Regions from separate parts of the Bicyclus anynana genome. Here region 1 is linked to region 2. A link is a contact called in public Hi-C data. All regions are on one chromosome and are shown on one strand. Each heading gives the region's core, a stretch centred on a gene start, on an enhancer-like site or on the middle of the called end of the contact. The rest is flanking DNA. Distances are from core to core; before and after follow the strand shown.

Region 1 (5,880 bases), core at 659-3,158, 41 kb before region 2:
GACCATCTCCATTTGACTTTTAATTATTGTTTACTATGCACCCATTTGAACCAACAGTATTAGTTATTCATCATTTTAATGAGAAATAAAAAGTACGTGTATTTATTGCGTCCATAGACACTTCGATGAGTGTTTGTACTTACAACCAAACAAAAAACTATAATTTAATCTATTAAATGTCATCGATCCTCACGTCGCTTAAGTAACTGCAAATTTACGATCCCAGGCTCCCCTACTATAATAATATTAGCTGACAGTTTCCATACGTTTGGATTTTATACCACGGTCTCTTGGCCTACGATGACGGCTAGCTGCCTGCTAGTGGTAGTGGAACAGATTCAGGAGCCGACGGTTCAAAGGGAACTGCTGCTTCAGCTCCATCGGCTCCTCCTCGTTGCGGATGCAGAAGTAGCTGGTGATCACACTCCGGCAGATGGGACACTTGTCCAGTTTCGCTGGAAAGAGAAATGTGTGTGGTTAGTAAAGTAAGTATTGGATTTATAAGATTTTCTTCAGCCGATGGTAGGTATAAATGTGGCCATTCTAACTTTCAACTAAAATCTATACAGCGAATGCACGTGTCATTCGCCATTCGTGTCATTTATATCTTTTTTTATTCTTTACAAGTTAGCCCTTGACTACAATCTCACCTGATGGTAAGTGATTATGCAATCTAAGATGGAAGCGGGCTAACTTCTTAGGAGTAGGATGAAAATCCACCCCTTCCGGTTTCTACACGACATCGTACCGGAACCCGAAATCGCTTGGCGGTACGTTTTTGCAGGTAGGTTGGTAACTAGCCACGGCAGAAGCCTTCCAGAACCGGGCCAATTCCGGTCTGGTCATTCTCTACGTGTATGAAGTCTGACAACCCGCATTGGGCCAGCGTGGTGGACTATTAGCGTAACCCCTCTCATTCTGAGAGAAGACTTAACAGTGAGCCGAATAATATAACGAGCGGTGCCACAGGAAACAGCTTGTCTCTAACCCACAAGTAGGGTTCCCAACTTAGGGGTTTTTTCCCCAGATTTAGGGGGTAAATAAGTGAGGTGGCATTTTTTTAGGGGTTTTTTTACTTTTTACCTAATATGTGTTTTTTAATTGATAATAATAATTTTTCTTTCTTGACTTAGCGACTTACAACGACGTATAATACGTAATTCTACAACCACTCTGTGGTGACTAGCTGCAATTTTTATCTAATAAAAAAAATGTTAAATTTATTCAATGTCAACATGTATGATTTTAAAAAATCTCAATCTTCAGATGAAGACATAATATTTTATGTATTAAATAACGACTTTTGAAACACATTACAGCATATTATTTTCTAAAATATTATGAATTTATATTTTTTAGGGGGACAACTCAATAATTAAGGCGTTTTATGGGTTTTTTACACAAAGGAGATGGTCCATTTCAGGTCCACTATTGTACCCCGTATCATTAAAATTTAAAAAATACAAGGATTCTATTACAATTTATTAAAGTGAATAAATCTAACTAAATAAAAAGAAATAAATAAAATAAAACCTAAGTTTTTGAGTTGTATCAAGATGGCGCCCATAGAACAACTATGACATGACAATAATGACAACAAACGTCAAATCGATTACTGCATTGAAAACGTCATCTATCCGCCATTATTACCCATAATAATGTTGCATTTCTTGCGAGACAATGAATATTATTTCGAAACAATTAAAGTAAATTCGTATAAAAATAGTTAAAAAAAATATCTTCTTTTATTTCCGCTAGGGTACAATGACTGATCCTGGGCTCCATACGATTTAGGACCATCTCCTTTAGGGATAAATATTTTTGGAGGTTGGTAACACTGCCCACAAGGGCTCACTAACTCGTATGACCTCTCACGTAGGGTCGCGATCGGTCATTATCTGTCCCATACAGATCAGCAGAGGTCGACGGTGAGGTACGAAGTTTACGCGCGGCATTGGCACCGATGCGATCGGATGTGAGGCGCGTGCGCGGAATGTTTATTTGTTCATTTGTTTATGTTTAGCAGTGGAAAAGTTCAAAGTGTGACATCTAGAGTTGCATAATATGTGCTCGATTAATCTATATCGCAATCATTGAGATGCAGGGGTCAAATCACGTAAAATTTATTGATTAAAATATTAAAAGTGTTGACAACATTACAGATAATGAAATTTTATATGGGACTTTTCGCAGGTTTCAAGGTAGGCTAGCTTAAAATCGATAGATAGGGGTAGGAAAGGGGTAGTGTAGGGTAGTGTAGGGTGGGGTGGAAGTAGGGAAGGGTAGGGAAGAAGTACACATTAGTCTAGCGGGTCCGCTAGTTACAGATAAAAATGGTGGAGTTTATTGATCCTGTCACTTTTACTACTTTTGTCTACATACCACGATCTCTTTTCCTCAAATTTTCATTAATTATGATGGGACGAAACAAAGTTATCTTGTTATTTCATATAGTGCATCTTAGGCCCACTGGTTTCAACAAAAACAGACACTTAAATGTCATCTATTGATCGGTTGGTATTTATTGTGTCAGTTACAAATTATTATGTCACCAATTATGCTCATACATATAAAAGATAATTGGGATTTTTTTAAAAACTAATTTTAAACCTTGAAGAACTTTAATCAATTTTCTAAACTTATTCGCAAAGTTGTAGATCCTGAGCTACTGCAATAACGTAAATAGGGAATAATACAATTTTTAGGATAAATAGAAGTTAGTCTTTCTACACTGGTTCAATACAATCGTAGGTAGTTGAAAAGTTTCTGTATGTTTTAGTACTCCTTTACGACGCAACTACTGAAACAATTTAACTTAAATTTGAAATGGAGATAGATAATTCTCTGGATTAACACATAGGATGGAAAATACATGGTTACCTCAGGATTCGTGAGAAAAAAGAAGAAATATCTCCCTTGTCTCCTATCTAAACTGCTCGTCGACGAGCTCGTCGTAATCCTCACGACCGAGTCATCAGTCGATCAGTATTCGTGACCGCAACCTTGTAATTGTCGCTCGATGCAGATATGCGTGTGCGTGAATGGCATACTGATACCGCATGAATACTTAATGTACACACCTATGCGAACATTTGCGTATTGTTTTTATCGATTTGCGGGTTAGGTGACCACAATCTATGTGATAATACGCAACCAGCATAAACATGCATCATCAATATTAGCCTAATATTTTAACGACTCATTTTAACGTCACGCCATCAGATAAATGAAAGCTGTGGGTGACGCCATAATCACGATTTTGCTCTGCTTCAGATCATTCGAAGATCCTGAGTTATTTGAATAACTAGCGGTAGCGGAACCAGTCTAGATTCGCTTTGACTTACTCACCCCATTGGCTAGTACAGTTACGCAAGAAACCAATAAAGTATCGGCGACAAATTCAGCGAACTTTAGCTGGTTATAAAAGATTTGAATTGAAGATATATCTCCCTTGTCATTTGACTAAATTGCTCGGCAACGCAATCCTTACAGAGTCATTATTCGATCAGTATTCGTGACCGCAACCTTGTAATTGTCGCTCGATGCAGATGTGCGAGTATCATTAGCTACTGGTGCCATAATATTTTTTTTGCTTTGGTTTTGATCAATCGAAGATCGTGGGTGATTTGAATAACTTGCGGTAGCGGATCCAGTCAAGATTCGCTTTGACTTACTTAACTGGACAACTTCACCCTATTGGCTAGTACAGTTACGCAAGAAACCAATAAAGTATCGACGAAAAATTCGGCGAAACTTTATTGAAGAAATATCTTTCTTGTCTTCTATCTAAACTGCTCGGCAACGTAATCCTCACAGTCATCAGTCGATCAGTATTCGTGACCGCAACCTTGTAATTGTCGCTCGATGCAGATATGCGTGCGCGTGAATGGCATACTGATACCGAATGAATACTTTATGTAGACACCTATGCGAACATTTGCGTATTGTTTTTATCGATTTGCGGGTTAGGTGACCACAATCTGTGTGATAATATACAATCAGCATCATGGGATCCATCGATGATATAAATACCACGTCATGGTTATTTATGCTGCAAGCAGAGTTGCAAAGCAAGCAAGACGGGATTCGATTCAATTATTTGCTCCGAAAACACATACAAATAAATGTCTTTCGCCATGTTTGGCGTACAATTTATAATAAAATTAAACAGCAAATGATTAAATTAAAATTTAAAATTAAATGTAAATGATACGGTAAAAACTAGATATGGAGATACTAATTACTATCAGTATAATTATTACAGTTCTTCTATTGCTGGAAGTTTTCTTTTCGCTGTAGTAAGTTCATAACACCTTTGTGAGTGTATAGTAAAAGACATTCTTTTTCTGACTGTTGTAGAGTCCTTAATGGGACCATGTCAACAAAGGATTTGGGCCAGCGTTAGAAGGATGTCGAGGGACAGAACTACTCTCCTGCAGGCTAGGATTAGCCTATAAGCTATTCAGGCAATTGCTTAGTGCATCCCGTCTAGGAGGCACTAGAGACAATCAAAAAAAAAAATTAAAACCCTTCGAATAGTCCAAAAACCATTAAATCATGTTGTGCTTACCCTATCTAGCGTGGGATAATGGCAGGAGGCACAAACAATACCTAAGGACAGGGGACTTTTAGGGGAACTTTGCTTATGATCAATTATGACCTTAATCCTGGACTGATCTTCTGATGGAACTCGGATCTCTGCTTCCCAAAGCCCTGCTAATAATGGCGATCTGCCGAAGAGGTCTGAAAGTCTGAGGTGTCTGAAGAGGTTCGAAAAGCAGTGAAACAAATATGCCTCTAATTACTTATTCCTTATTAAAATTAGCCGTCTACTTTCATAGGGGCCGTCATAGGAAGTTAATAATAAGAGCTAGTTAATAATGCATGCGGAATATATGATTAGTCTGATATGAATATGCATGAGCTACTACGAACGTTCACGACTGAAAGGTTACGGGGGTTAACATAAGGACAGATATTTATATAGAAGTAAATATAAGATCTTTGTATTTTAACAAAAATAGATAATAATGTTTAATCCTACAGAATTCTTGAATTGCCCTGTCCTTGACGAATTTTCCTAAGGTAACCTGCCTCGCTTCTTAGGTATAACTAATACATGGGTAAATTGTCTTATGTCTATGTTACGACTAAAGGGAAAGGGAAGAGCATAGGAAAATTATTGTCCACTCCTATGTCCATCTTATGTATTGACATTTATAGCCTCTAACGCTCTTAAGCCCGTCTCTCACGATTTGCTAGCCTATTAATTGCACTCCTTGCCATCACTCACGCATAAACCATCCCGCTGACTAGCCCGCTTGCCTATCTCTCTGTCTCAACCCCGACACGTACAGTTGCTGCTGATCGGCACACAATATGCTGCACTCACGTAAGCAGCGCGCGCAGAGGCACGCGTGTCGGCACGGCAGCAGCGCGCGGGACAGCGGCGCCGACGCGCACACGCAGCACAGGGCCTCGCCGCGCGCGTAGCCGCCCGCCTCGCCCATCTCGCCTGCCTCGCCCGCCTCACCCGATACATACAGTTGCTGTCGAAGTGGAAAAAAAAAACTTATGACGCAACAAATCTGTACAATTATAAAAGAAAAGATCTATTCTCGCCCAGCCTGTAAATATAAACTGATAGTTGAACAAACCTTCAAACAAGACAAGTGTCCGTTAGCCTGCTTGAGGTACTGCGCAATGATGCCGCTGGGCAGCCGGCACTGCTCGTCCTGTATATGCACCACACTTATCAGCGCTACCTGGAAGAACATTACATTATATTTATAACTGTTTTAAGCAAAATCATCAAACGAACTTCCTGCTACACACAAACATAAGCTACACAGCGTCTTCGCCGTGTAGCTTATGTTTGTG
Region 2 (5,705 bases), core at 2,212-4,711:
AACCATAGGTATTACAATAAATGCGCGGTAGATTTACAAGACGGAGGTCCTGGGTTCGATCCCCGGCTGGGCAGATTAAGATTTTCTTAATTTGTCCAGGTCTGGCTGGTGGGGGGCTTCGGCCGTGGCTAGTTACCACCTGACCGGCAAAGACGTACCGCCAAGCGATTTAGCGTTCCGGTACGATGCCGTGTAGAAACCGAAAGGGGTGTGGATTTTCATCCTCCTCCTTACAAGTTAGCCCGCTTCCATCTTAGACTGCATCATTACTTACCATCAGGTGAGATTGTAGTCAAGGGCTAACATGTAAAGAATAAAAAAAAAAAAAAATTAATGAGGTACTACAAACTATACTACTTTTTTGCAACTGATAATATTATGCAGAAGTAATTAATTAATTGGATTAAAACTTTAATAAGTCTATATCTACATTTATATTTAATTTTTATACCTACCTAATACTTACATGGATATAAATATATATATGTACATAATTATATTATTTTAAGCATAAAATCTAACTTTTAGCAAATTTTTTTTAAGTTTTTTGTTACAATATTACAGGGTATTTTATATTTAGTAAGTATAACTACCTACTGGTATTATGTATTTAATTATAACACTATTCCACAGTTTAGCTAACATCTATAATTTTACTTTCTATTTCTTTACATATATCTTGGGCCAAAAAAGATATTGCTGGATGATGAATTAATATTCCTTACACATGTATGTGAAATTAGAGATTTTTTTCTCATCAAAACTAAAATATACAGTATTTTACAACTGATACACTATGATGGCTTCTTATTGGACCATATCTGGCATGGCTTACAATCACACACTTTAGTGTCCAGGACATTGACCTCTTATAATAAAATGATCTCTTATAATAGAAAATTTCACTTAAAAACTGGACAATTTTGCTTTGACAGTTTTAGAATTGTTGGTAAAGAAAATTATACCTAGAACCTTTTAAATAGAGTCCATTAATATATAATTAAATAAAATCCCAAATTCAGAACAAATTCAACCTTATGGATTAAGTTTAAGGTTGAATTTGCAAATGCAACTACTTGAATTGAGTGCCAAGAAGTTGTGTTTGGCACTCATTGAGTGGGAGACGTTTTTAATAGGAGATTGATGGTTCAGGAGCACCTAATAACATAATATCACTCTAAGTTCACCAACCTGTATTAGAGAAGTCTTAGCTTGATACTCCTAATCATTTAAGGAAAGACTTGCAGGCTAATTTACTAACTTTGACATATGTTAGTATACATATACAAAATTGAGATTCTATGTAACAAATGTCATCCGGTGCCTGTTGACGACCCTTTGTGAATACCATACAGTAGGTAGATGACATTTGTAAGTTGATTTGATATTAATTTAAGAGGTTGTAAAAAAGACCAAATTAGTGAATAGGCCAGCTGGTGTAGGCTGCTAAAATAGAATGATATTGACAACCTTAGCAAAACATTCATTCATTCACTGTTATGGTGAAATGGTTAAAAATGTAGACAGAGAAGTGAATACTGCATCAACTGTTTGGTGTGCTGTTGTAAGTCAAAGTTTGACATCCTCAACACACTGCACCAAACTAATGGTTCCGGTGGCGCAGCATGCCTTGGGGAGGCCCTGTATCAAAATCAGTAGGGGAGCCCAAACGAAGGGTATTTCTTACAAAAGAAATAAAAATACTTGCTTAAAATAAATATGATAGTGACTTTTTTAGTGATTTTCGATTAACGGGCCCCTGTAGTGGGGGGGCGCCCTATCAATGACACGGCCAATACAGCGGTAGGTTAACTAATATATTTTAAGCTACTTTATGTACAATTTGCAACATGTTGAGCCTGTAACCATGTACTCATTTATTTTATACTAACAGACACCCTGCCACATTTACAATATGGGTATGAAAAGTAAGGATTTTTAAGTTAAAATATTATAATCTGTTACTGATTGACAAACTTGTTTGTACTGTTATTAGGCTTAATCTGATCTGATATCAGGACACCAAATATAGAATCACCTTGACTTATATCTTTACAGAGTGTATACATGTCTTATTTGAATGATACACTTGTATTTGAATGCTTTAGACACCTGTAAGTGACTGGCCCCACCATCCAACATCATTGTATACTTTTTATTTAAATATGTTCTGTGTACTAGTTGTAGGTGTTTCAATTAAATAAATAAATTATCTTTGCTGAAAGAGAATGAGGTGACTGATATGTCTATTTACTTCTCTATCTACAGTAATCAACGAATGCAAATTGACATTGAAATTGACATTTTAAGTCACTATTCAGTGTGTTTCTGTGAATATATTGAAGTTCCACAAGAGATGGTAAACATAAAGTTTGTTTATAATTCACAAATACAACTTCTATTTTACTTTAAAATCTCTTAGCACATTCCTTGACTAAAGTCTTATAAGAAAAATTCCAATTAGAATATTTTTCATTACAAAAATGTATTAAACATTATAACTTACAACAATAAAGCCAGTGTATTTACAATTTTATTATCAAAGGTACCAAAAAGTGTGGGCTATAACAAAATCCTTGAAAGGTGATATTTTAAAAACTAAAAATCATACAGTAAATTTATCATTATTTTAATTGGAGCATTAAATGGAAAATCTTTATTTTGTTGTACACAAAACTACTAGGTAAATGCTTGTAACACTAATAAGAAAGTACTTTAATAGAATTTCTAGTATAAATCTTATTAGAAACTAGGTTCCACATTCATACACTGCTAATAACCTTAATCTTTAGAGTAAGAAATACCTTCTATGCAAGAAACATTATCTATTTTTAGCACTTACAGTTATCTGATAATACGAGTGACCGCTACCAGTTGGCCTCAAAACAAATACTTAGCCAAACTGTATCATCTCGATTTAGTACCGTAATATAGTAAACATATCAATCACTCACCTCAGGAGTATGACTAGCATCATAAAGAAGGCAACGAGGGCCCCAATCATAATAAATATATTTGGCAAGTCTGCCAAAGTGACTCCCGTCGAGCCCATTTTGCATCACCTAAATAGATCACAAAACAACAACAAATCGTTCCAAAGTACCGAAAACTAAAGGACACATCGGTTCACATCACAATAATAGAAACAAAAATACACACGCCCGCACAAATTCACATTTTCGACGACGAAAAATCTATTTTTTCTAATTCCAATTCTATCTTGCGAATTTCGTCAACAGTTTCGCGAATCGCGTGCGGCTTTATTGCCCAATTGTCTTACGCAGCTGCAATAATAAATAATAATCCTCTGTATGGTTATAACCTTGTGATAAGAGATCTCTCTAAATAATGTTTATTGCGAGTTTAATCATAACAAAAACATTGATCGAAATAAATATCGCGACGCACTACTCCGTGGAACGTAGTTTGACAGAATGAGAATGAAAATGTGAATTGATGACAGCAGTCGCAGTCAGCACATGACAGTTGACAGACTGAAACTGAAGGTGAACTGAAGCAGTGAATGGAAATGCGCAAAAATAACTTCACAGTGAACGAATAACGTCAAGCAGTTTGTTAAAGCGAGATCAACATAATGTTTTTATATAAGTTAGAAAGAAATAGATATAGTTTGAAAGCTCCAAGAGTATAATTTCACGTGTATGATCGTCTTCATACAAGATGGCAGCACGAGTTCCAATTTTTTTTTTAAATTTGCTACGACTTTTCCGCTAAATTAAACATTTCTATTTTCTAGATGAATTTTATCACTTACTTACTCAATAATTTATGTACTAAAAAAGCGTCCTTGTATTACGTCAATCCGACTAGCCTATGCAATAAGCCGGTAGCCAGCGGATTAACACATTGTAGATGTAGTTAAGCTGAAATTTTTTATTGATGGGAAGCTGTGGACCGCAGTATACTTTGACCAATAATAAGAATGGTCTAAGGCAGAATAGATGAGATTATGCGACAGCATTTGTAGCCCATAAATATGACCCACCCATAGCAAACCTTCCATAATAGTAGAGTACTGACTCTACTAGTGCTGGCTCTACCTATGGTGCAGTACCAGTCGAATCGAAGGGTAAAATTATAATAATCTATGTAAACTAATAAAGGTAGTCGTTCGTCGTCCTCGTCGTTCTGGGTAGAGGAAAACAGCTGTCAGCGTTGGTAGACTATTAAACATACTTTAAAGACATTTTGCATTAGGTACTTGATTGCCAAAATCAACAGAATAATTCCGTTAATTTACGCTCAAATCGTATGATTATGAAAAATCACAAATTATTAGCAAGTAAACTATTGACTATTTAGATAACTTTTGACGTTCTGGTATTTCTGAAGTTTTTTTTAGTTAACATAAGCATATACCCAATATTAAGGGCTCCTAAGAGGGGAGGTCCATAAAATAATCAGAGGTCCAAAACTCCGCAGAACGGAGATGAAGGAATGAGGGTACAAATTTTTTTTAGTAGGTACCGTTGTTTATGTGAACTCATCATTATTTTAAATTTCAAATTATTTACAACAGTACACCTGTATTTTTTTACACGTTTGCATACATGACTAAAAATTAAATCGGGAAGTCATTTGCAAAATGGAGCAAATTGAATTTCGTGCGGTGATAAAGTTCCAACCAAGCAAGGAATTTCTTATTAAGCTAACTTCGCCCTCAAAAAGTTTTCAAACTTTCATTTTGAAAGTAGTTTTTATAAAAATAAACGTCTTTTTTTTTGCTTATTCCTAATACTATATTTTCTTGATGAAAAAGTAAAAAGTGTATAGAGCTCGAGGGGGATTATATTGAAAAAGAAGCGCCATCCAGAATTCCCCCCTCCTTGTATCTCAGCTGCCAATATCGTTTAGTATTGTATTTTGCAGGATTGAACAACCAAAGTGTACCAAAAGTGAGTGACCTTGAACTTTTAAGCATTCCTACGTATCACATACGAGTAGGGAGGTACTTCAGGCAAACCTCAATAAGATAATTCTTATAATGACCTTGAAAATTACATAGTACCTACTCAGGTACATTTGTTGAACTAAATCTTAGGTAGGTATGAAGGCATACCTCCGCACTTACATTACATTAGCTAAAAAATCCGATAACCATTGTTTAATCCCGCCCACTGCGGTTGTCATGTACACAGGCCAACTGAAACTGTAAACAAACCCAACGATCGATATATTTCCATACTCCTAAGTAAAAGCCGTGCAGCTTTCGCCGAATAAACATCTCTCGAAAAAAAAAGAAATAAAGTAAATAACTAAGTTTTTAAACGAAAATTATTTAAAAATCCGCGAATTATTTAGACTGTGATTCAAGCGGGAAATGCTAGTTTTCGTTCAGAAACGCGAATGAATAGTGCGGAGTATCGGAATCGGGATCGTTCGAAATTCAAACTGTGGAACAACGTGGCGTCCTGCATGGAGAAATGGTTCGGTGATAAGCGGTTGTGGTTATTTGGGAACAACCTGCCGTTGTTGCCGAGAAGGTTGGTTGCCACCGTATTTTTATTTTGATTGTAACATTGACCTCCACATGAGATTGGTGGATTGTAATTATTATTACAAGGCTCAATACATCAACGAATTTTATTAAATAAATTAATATTAGCCAGATTTAATTAGGTGAAAACATAAAAAAAAATGGGTGAGATAGAATCGAACCCTAGAGCTTTCGACTTTAAGTCCGG

The links. Hi-C and Micro-C count contacts between places; a contact is called where the count stands out from the background.
Region 1: a contact with region 2 is called in a Hi-C map of whole larva, with 2.3 times the contacts expected there. The contact joins the enhancer-like site here to the promoter of LOC112054400 in region 2. A contact is called at or near these places in 2 of 2 Hi-C or Micro-C datasets (whole body and whole larva).

Annotation. Positions count from the first base shown.
Region 1 is chr21:12,903,114-12,908,993 of ilBicAnyn1.1, reverse strand. It overlaps LOC112054400 (cell growth regulator with RING finger domain protein 1), which reads right to left. Exons shown (of 7, transcript XM_052888036.1): 5 at 5,658-5,765; 6 at 5,393-5,549; 7 at 1-455. The coding sequence ends at 319. Among protein-coding and RNA genes, the nearest start is that of LOC112054427, 22 kb to the left of the region's middle. Within about 2 kb of position 1,908, at least 3 of the 8 cell types and tissues checked have open chromatin away from gene starts, as enhancers often do.
Region 2 is chr21:12,863,758-12,869,462 of ilBicAnyn1.1, reverse strand. It overlaps LOC112054400 (cell growth regulator with RING finger domain protein 1), which reads right to left and starts at 3,461. Exons shown (of 7, transcript XM_052888036.1): 1 at 2,955-3,461. The coding sequence starts at 3,052. It overlaps LOC112054385 (cyclin-dependent kinase-like 4), which reads left to right and starts at 5,224. Exons shown (of 9, transcript XM_024094159.2): 1 at 5,224-5,504. The coding sequence starts at 5,368.